2 separate regions of the Sus scrofa genome follow, and region 1 is linked to region 2. A link is a contact called in public HiChIP or PLAC-seq data. All regions are on one chromosome and are shown on one strand. Each heading gives the region's core, a stretch centred on a gene start, on an enhancer-like site or on the middle of the called end of the contact. The rest is flanking DNA. Distances are from core to core; before and after follow the strand shown. Region 1 holds the start of BRF2 (transcription factor IIIB 50 kDa subunit). Region 2 holds the start of DDHD2 (phospholipase DDHD2).

Evidence for each region. HiChIP or PLAC-seq counts read pairs in DNA pulled down with a chosen protein or histone mark.
Region 1: a contact with region 2 is called in an H3K27ac HiChIP or PLAC-seq map of alveolar macrophages. The contact joins the promoter of BRF2 here to the promoter of DDHD2 in region 2. A contact is called at or near these places in 1 of 47 Hi-C or Micro-C datasets (subcutaneous adipose tissue) and 1 of 2 datasets of contacts at active chromatin or transcription factors (alveolar macrophages).

Annotation. Positions count from the first base shown.
Region 1 is chr15:48,566,792-48,569,914 of Sscrofa11.1, forward strand. BRF2 (transcription factor IIIB 50 kDa subunit) reads left to right here and starts at 1,416. Exons shown (of 4, transcript XM_003133367.6): 1 at 1,416-1,708; 2 at 2,380-2,439. The coding sequence starts at 1,555.
Region 2 is chr15:48,290,591-48,293,768 of Sscrofa11.1, forward strand. DDHD2 (phospholipase DDHD2) reads right to left here and starts at 1,811. Exons shown (of 16, transcript XR_002339364.1): 1 at 1,546-1,811; 2 at 61-288.

The sequences.
Region 1 (3,123 bases), core at 166-2,665, 280 kb after region 2:
GCCATAGCTGTGTAATACCGAGCCATTTAACCCACTCACTAGGCCAGAAATTGAACCTGCACCTCTTCAGCGACTCAAGCTGCTGCAGTCGGATATTTATTTATTTAAAAACATTTTAATTATAGTTGACTTGCAATGTTCTGTCAATTTCTGCTGTACAGCAAAGTGACCCAGTTATACATGCATACACATTCTTTTTCTCATATTATCTTCTATCATGTTCTATCACAAGTGATTGGATATAAGTCCCTGAGCTATACAGCAGGACCTCATTGCTTATCCATTCTAAATGTAATAGTTTGGGAGTTCCCACTGTGGCTCAGTGGTAACAAACCTGACTAGTATCCATGGGGACGCAGGTTCAATCCCTGGCCTTGTTCAATGGGTTAAGGATCTGGTGTTGCCTTGAGCTATGGTATAGGTTGCAGAGGCAGCTCGGGTTTGGTGTTGCTGTGGTGTAAGCCAGCAGCTACAGCTCCAATTCAACCCCTAGCCTGGGAACTTCCATATGCTGTGAGTAGGACCATAAAAAGACAAAAGGAAGGAAGGAAGGAAGGAAGGAAGGAAGGAAGAAGGAAGGAAGGAAGGAAGAAAGAAAGAAAGAAAGAAAGAAAGAAAGAAAGAAAGAAAGAAAGAAAGAAAGAAAGAAAAAGAAAATACCTCTTTGATGACTTTTAATTTATGCTCAAACATGACATACAAAATCTCTAATTGGTAAGCTTGGTTTCTATAACACTGCTAGCGGCACAGTTTTCCTCAAGATTCTTTGATCTGTGCTATATACCATGCTAGGAACTTTGGAGCTAGAATCTTGGAGCATCTTAAAGCTCAAGGTTTTAAAAACATCCGCATCTGCTTGAACCCTCCAGATTGCCAAAGGCCTCACCACCCCATATTCTTTCTCTCCAACTCCTTTAGACATTCTTTGCCTAGCCTCTGAAGGCATTTGAGGGTGCCACTCTGGATTTTAATTCAACTCCTTTATTCCACAGTTGAGAAAAATGGACTGCAAAGAGAAGAGACAACTGGCTCGAGGTGAAGGCGCTCTGGAAGGAACACAGTTCCCTGCCCTCTCACTAGACCACTCTCCCTTTTAGACACAAACTTTGTACCATGGCCCAAATCAACGTTCCTTACCAAAGGGAAATGGAGCATCTACGATTCCCCTAGCGCTTTAGAAAAAAGAGTTCTTTGTGGATGGCAACAATTTTCTTGTATATTATGCGTATCCATGCATGTAAAAAGCTCACCCAAATGCAACTGCTAGTCTAGCCCACCTCAAACTAACTACAGTTTGCGGAGAACCCGAAGACGCAGTCCAGCAGGAACCCCCGTCTCCTGGCTCACATTTCTACCCGAGTCCTCAGAGGAAAGGACCGGAAGTGGGGCGTGGCCGAGGAGGAACTACCCATAGTACGGCTGTCACGCTGGCCGGAAGGAGGTGGTGCAGGCCTTAGAAAGCTCCGCTCCTACTTCCTGTTTGCAACACTGTTGCTGTTGTCGACGTTAGGGGCGGTTACCCGAAGGCTTCCTCGGCTCTGGACGGGTTGTAAGATGCCGGGAAGAGGCCGCTGCCCCGATTGCGGCTCCACTGAGCTGGTGGAAGACTCACACTATTCGCAGAGCCAGCTGGTGTGCTCCGACTGCGGCTGTGTGGTCACCGAGGGAGTCCTTACGACCACCTTCAGTGATGAGGGCAACCTCCGAGGTACCTTGCGGGCTTTTCCAGGGCAATGGATAACAGCCTGGGGGCAGTGGAGTGATTGACGTCGAGATTCTTATCTCCTGCCTTTTCCTGGTCACATGCACGGGAGAAAATGGCCTAAAGTGAACGAGTGAGCTGTAGAAGCTCAGGGACTGCGGTTTATCTGTGTTTTTCTAGCAAGGTATTTGGTATTAATAAACGCTGAATAAATGAAATCAAGAGAGAAAGCTGCACTCAATTTACCTAGTCTGGGCATGGTGGAAGGATTGCGGATCAATTCTTTACGAATACAGAAAATACTATTACCGCAAAGTAGTTTTGAGCACTAATTGGCAAAAGCATCTTTTTTTTTTTTTTTTTTTCTTCCCTCTCTGCTCTTCAAGTCTGTGACCAATGCAACCCTCAGAATATTCAGTCAGGAAAATTGCCTGAATTGGATGTACAAGAGAGATGGCTGGAACACTTGGAGCTGCTTTAGTGCAGTCCTAATCTTCCTAAATTTCTTTGTATTGGGTACTGTTTGTGGTCATAGAAAATCAGATGGACCTTTAATGTGCAAAGATGGGACAAGAAGTGGATGCGTCCTGGTTTGGCTCCTGGGTTTTGTGTGGTGGGAGGGCAAGGGTGTGGCACGTGGAGGCTAAACAAGCTATTTGTTGCCCATTATCTTACAGAAGTAACATATTCCCGAAGCACAGGGGAAAATGAACAAGTTAGTCGCAGCCAGCAACGAGGTGAGAATAAACCTTTTATGACATAGTGCTTTAAAGAAAACTCTCCTGATGGTCCAGCCCATCTACTTATCTTTCCTGTTTTCAGCATTACTGTGTAAGGCTGAGTTGAAGAGAATGGTAATTAAAAATAAAGGATGATAGGGTTTCCTGGTGGCTCAGTTGGTTAAGGATCTGGTGTTGTCCTGCTATGACTTGGGTTGCTGCTGTCGCATGGGTTCGATCCCTGGCCCAGGAACTTCCACATGTCACGGGCATGGCAAAAAAAAAGAAAGGAAGGGAGCGAGGAGATGGTTCTAAGAGAGGTAGCAATTAGGTGGAAGATTCAGGTTTGCTTGGGGATTTGTTTGAGGTAGACTAAGGAGCTCAGATGCAAACTTTGGCTTGGCCACAAATCAAACCAGCCTCCAAAAGATGGGGCACTGAAATGTGACTTCTTTCTATAAGTGACTTTGTGCCTCCCAAATGTCCTCACTAAGTGTCGCTGTTGTCATTATAGAAAGGTTTGTTATTTGTGCATCTCATATCTGAGGCAGGTTTACCAGAAATTGCTGGGAGCTGCATGATGGCTCCTTTGACCCCTTTATGTAGAATATCATGCCATCTGCAGACAGTGACAGTTTTACTGCTTCTTTTCCGCTTTTTTTTTTTTAATTTTTAATATAATTTTATTTTTTTTTCTTTTGT
Region 2 (3,178 bases), core at 561-3,060:
ATATAGTTTAGAGCGATAACACTAAATCCTTGCCTATTACAAGTCATTGTTTTGACGTACCATTGTCATATGCCTCTTCCAGTTGCTGTGAATCCTCAGAGTTGAAAGGAATCCATGTCTCCTTAGAATCTATTATCTTACAGTAAAACCAATGAGGAGAAACTGGTTCATACAAACTGCTGGCATCCATGTCTATTAGCTCAAAGGAACTACATGAGTTTGGTGATGGGGATGGATCTGACTGGGACAATTGTTCCTGGTGTGATTCCACTGATGACATTTCGTTCTCTAAAAGACAAAGGAAAATTATCATAAAAATGTTTCCTTCTATTAACAGTTGTTCAAAGACACACAACTGGTCATTTTAAGGAGTCACTTCTGAAAGAAAAATCTAAGGAGGCTACACAATTTGAAATAGAAATAACATAACAGAAATAACAGCTGGATTTTTTTTTTTTTTTTTAGGGGAGAGGTTTTAAACAAAATGCTTCTTATTGTTAGACCAACCACTCTGTAGTGATTTCCCAGTTCTCTCAGAAAACTACATGGTTTTAATTAAACAAAACCAGAATCACAAGAAACACCTGATCAAACTCTTGATTGCAAAAAAACAAACCACCACCAACAAAAAAACCCCACTTTACCCCAATTTCAAATCTAAGTCTACTGTCAGAGGCAAAAAAATTTACTCTAACAAAGTCTTAACACCTGGTTTTAGGCTCCAGGCCCCTGTCATTACATATTTACATGACTACTCAAATCTTACAATACCGAAAATAAAACTATCCACTTAAGAACTGGTTCTTGTAGAGTGCTTAAATAGGAACTACCTTACAAATTCTGAAATCACAAACGCTTGCTTGGGGCCCCTGCGCGCATGCACTGACCCACTCCCACCGTCCAAGTCCCAGATGAAAAGTAACAAGTGACCTCAACAGCTTCCTTCCCTCAAGGAAGACTCTGACCTGTGTGTTTCTATCCTTTCAACACTCTGACCACTCGGCAGACACTAACACTGCAGACATCAAAAGTAAACCCAGCCTCCCCACTAGGAGAGTGGACAAGATAGTTGCTATCTCCGCAGCCTGCGCAGCTGGACCGCAAACACACGGCCTCTTGAGCGGACGCTCTCCAGGCTTCCGCTACTTTATCTTTTTTCCCAGCATGAATTTACCTTCTCTACCTTGCGTGCTCCTTTTTCCCCGTGGCCCCTGGCCTCATGCAGCCCAGATCAGGGACCTCGGAGCTTGAGAACGCGTCTCCCCCTCCCTCCTCCAAGCCCCGCAAGGAGGGCTGGAGCCTCGATTGCAAACGAAGTAATTTCTCTTTGCCTTCGGGCGCAGTGGATACAAAAGGCGGCCTGTCGTGCCCCTGGAGTCGAGGTCACCTCACCCCGCCGGGACTGGTCCTCCCAGCCCCCTTCCCCGCCTTGGGCAGCGCGTCCTCCTCCGCTGCTGGCACCTCCATCCTGCAGTGCCTCCAACACGCACCTGGGTCTGAGCCCTTGGCCAGGCCGCCGCCCCTAACGCGCTGCCACGGACTCACCTAACAGCTCCGCAGCCTTTCACTCTTTCCTGCCCTCGCCGAAGGGGGCAGGACATGTCCCTGCGGAGGCCTTCCCCCGAGCCCGGGCGGGGCAGGGCGGAGCCTGCGGCCCCGCCGGGCTCGCGCCCAACTCTGAGCTCCACCGCGCTCCCAGCGTGCGAGCGCTCCTGCAGGGCTACTAAAAGCAAAGGTGAAGTGACATGTAGCTCCCGGTCGAGGCGGCGGCGGGTGGGGCGTGGAGGCCCGCAGGGGAACTGGCGGGAAGTGTCGCGAGAGGTGGAGGGAATCGCGCGAGATCTGGTCCTCCTAGAGGGCAGGCGGCCGGAGCACTGGGCACGCGGGTGGTGCGTGCAGCGTGCCCTCCACCTGCAGCCAATGCACGGGGACTCCGCGAGGACGGAGGTCTTTGTAAGGCAGGGATGGGGAATGAGACATTATAGGTGGGGAGCATAATTTCGATGAAGGCAATCTTCTTCAAGATGACCAGCCCAGCCTCCTCACCTAGTAGATGAGGAAACAGACCCCCTGAGTCTGTGGTACCCTGGCTAACCCTACTAATGGGCGGGATAGTGCGAGGACACGGGGATGTCACAACCCCTGATGAGAAGTAGGCCGGGGCGCTAGCAACAGCTCCATCCTGCCAGACCTCCACTTCAGGGTGCTGAGGACATTGGCATTTGCAAAGAAAAAGTGTCTTGTCACTGGGGCTTTGCCCCTTCCCCTTTGCGTTTATTAAGATTTAGAGGCTGCCAAAAAGATTTATCTCTGGAAGATGTAGCGGTGAGCTTGGCAGGATTTAAAAGCCGCAAGGGCGGTTTAGGAGGAAATACTTTTTTTTTTTTTTTTTTTTTTTTTTGTCTTTTTGCTATTTCTTTGGGCCGCTCCCGCGGCATATGGAGGTTCCCAGGCTAGGGGTCGAATCGGAACTGTAGCCACCGGCCTACGCCAGAGCCACAGCAACGCGGGATCCGAGCCATGTCTGCAACCTACACCACAGCTCACGGCAACGCCGGATCGTTAACCCACTGAGCAGGGGCAGGGACCGAACCCGCAACCTCATGGTTCCTAGTCGGATTCGTTAACCACTGCGCCACGACGGGAACTCCCCAGGAGGAAATACTTTTGTCCAAATAAGATAACTGGGGAGTTCCCGTAGTGGCTCAGCGGTTAACGAACCTGACTAGGATCCATGAGGATGCGGTTTCGATCAGTGGGCTCGCTCAGTGGGTTAAGGATCCCGCGTTGGGGTGAGCTGTGGTATAGGTCACAGACTCTGCTGGGATCCTGCGTTGTTGTGGCTGTGGCGTAGGCCGGCAGCTGTAGCTCGTATTAGACCCCTAGCCTGGGAACTTCCATATGTCACGGGTGCCACCCTAAGAAGAAAAAAAGAAATAACATAACTGAAGAGTTTAAATGAATTTCCTGATTGGTAGACCTGCCCAGCTCTCCTGAGTATACAGTTTTCTGGAAGGCCTCAATTCCTTTAGGGCATGCAATAAAATGCTTCCCTATTTTCTAACTATATTACAGGGCGGGGTTCACGGAATGCTGAAAATGGAAGTTTTATTTCTGCAAAAGCTGAGAAAAAGGAAACTAAAGGAATTTTTCTAACACCTTAATTCTTTCACCGTTT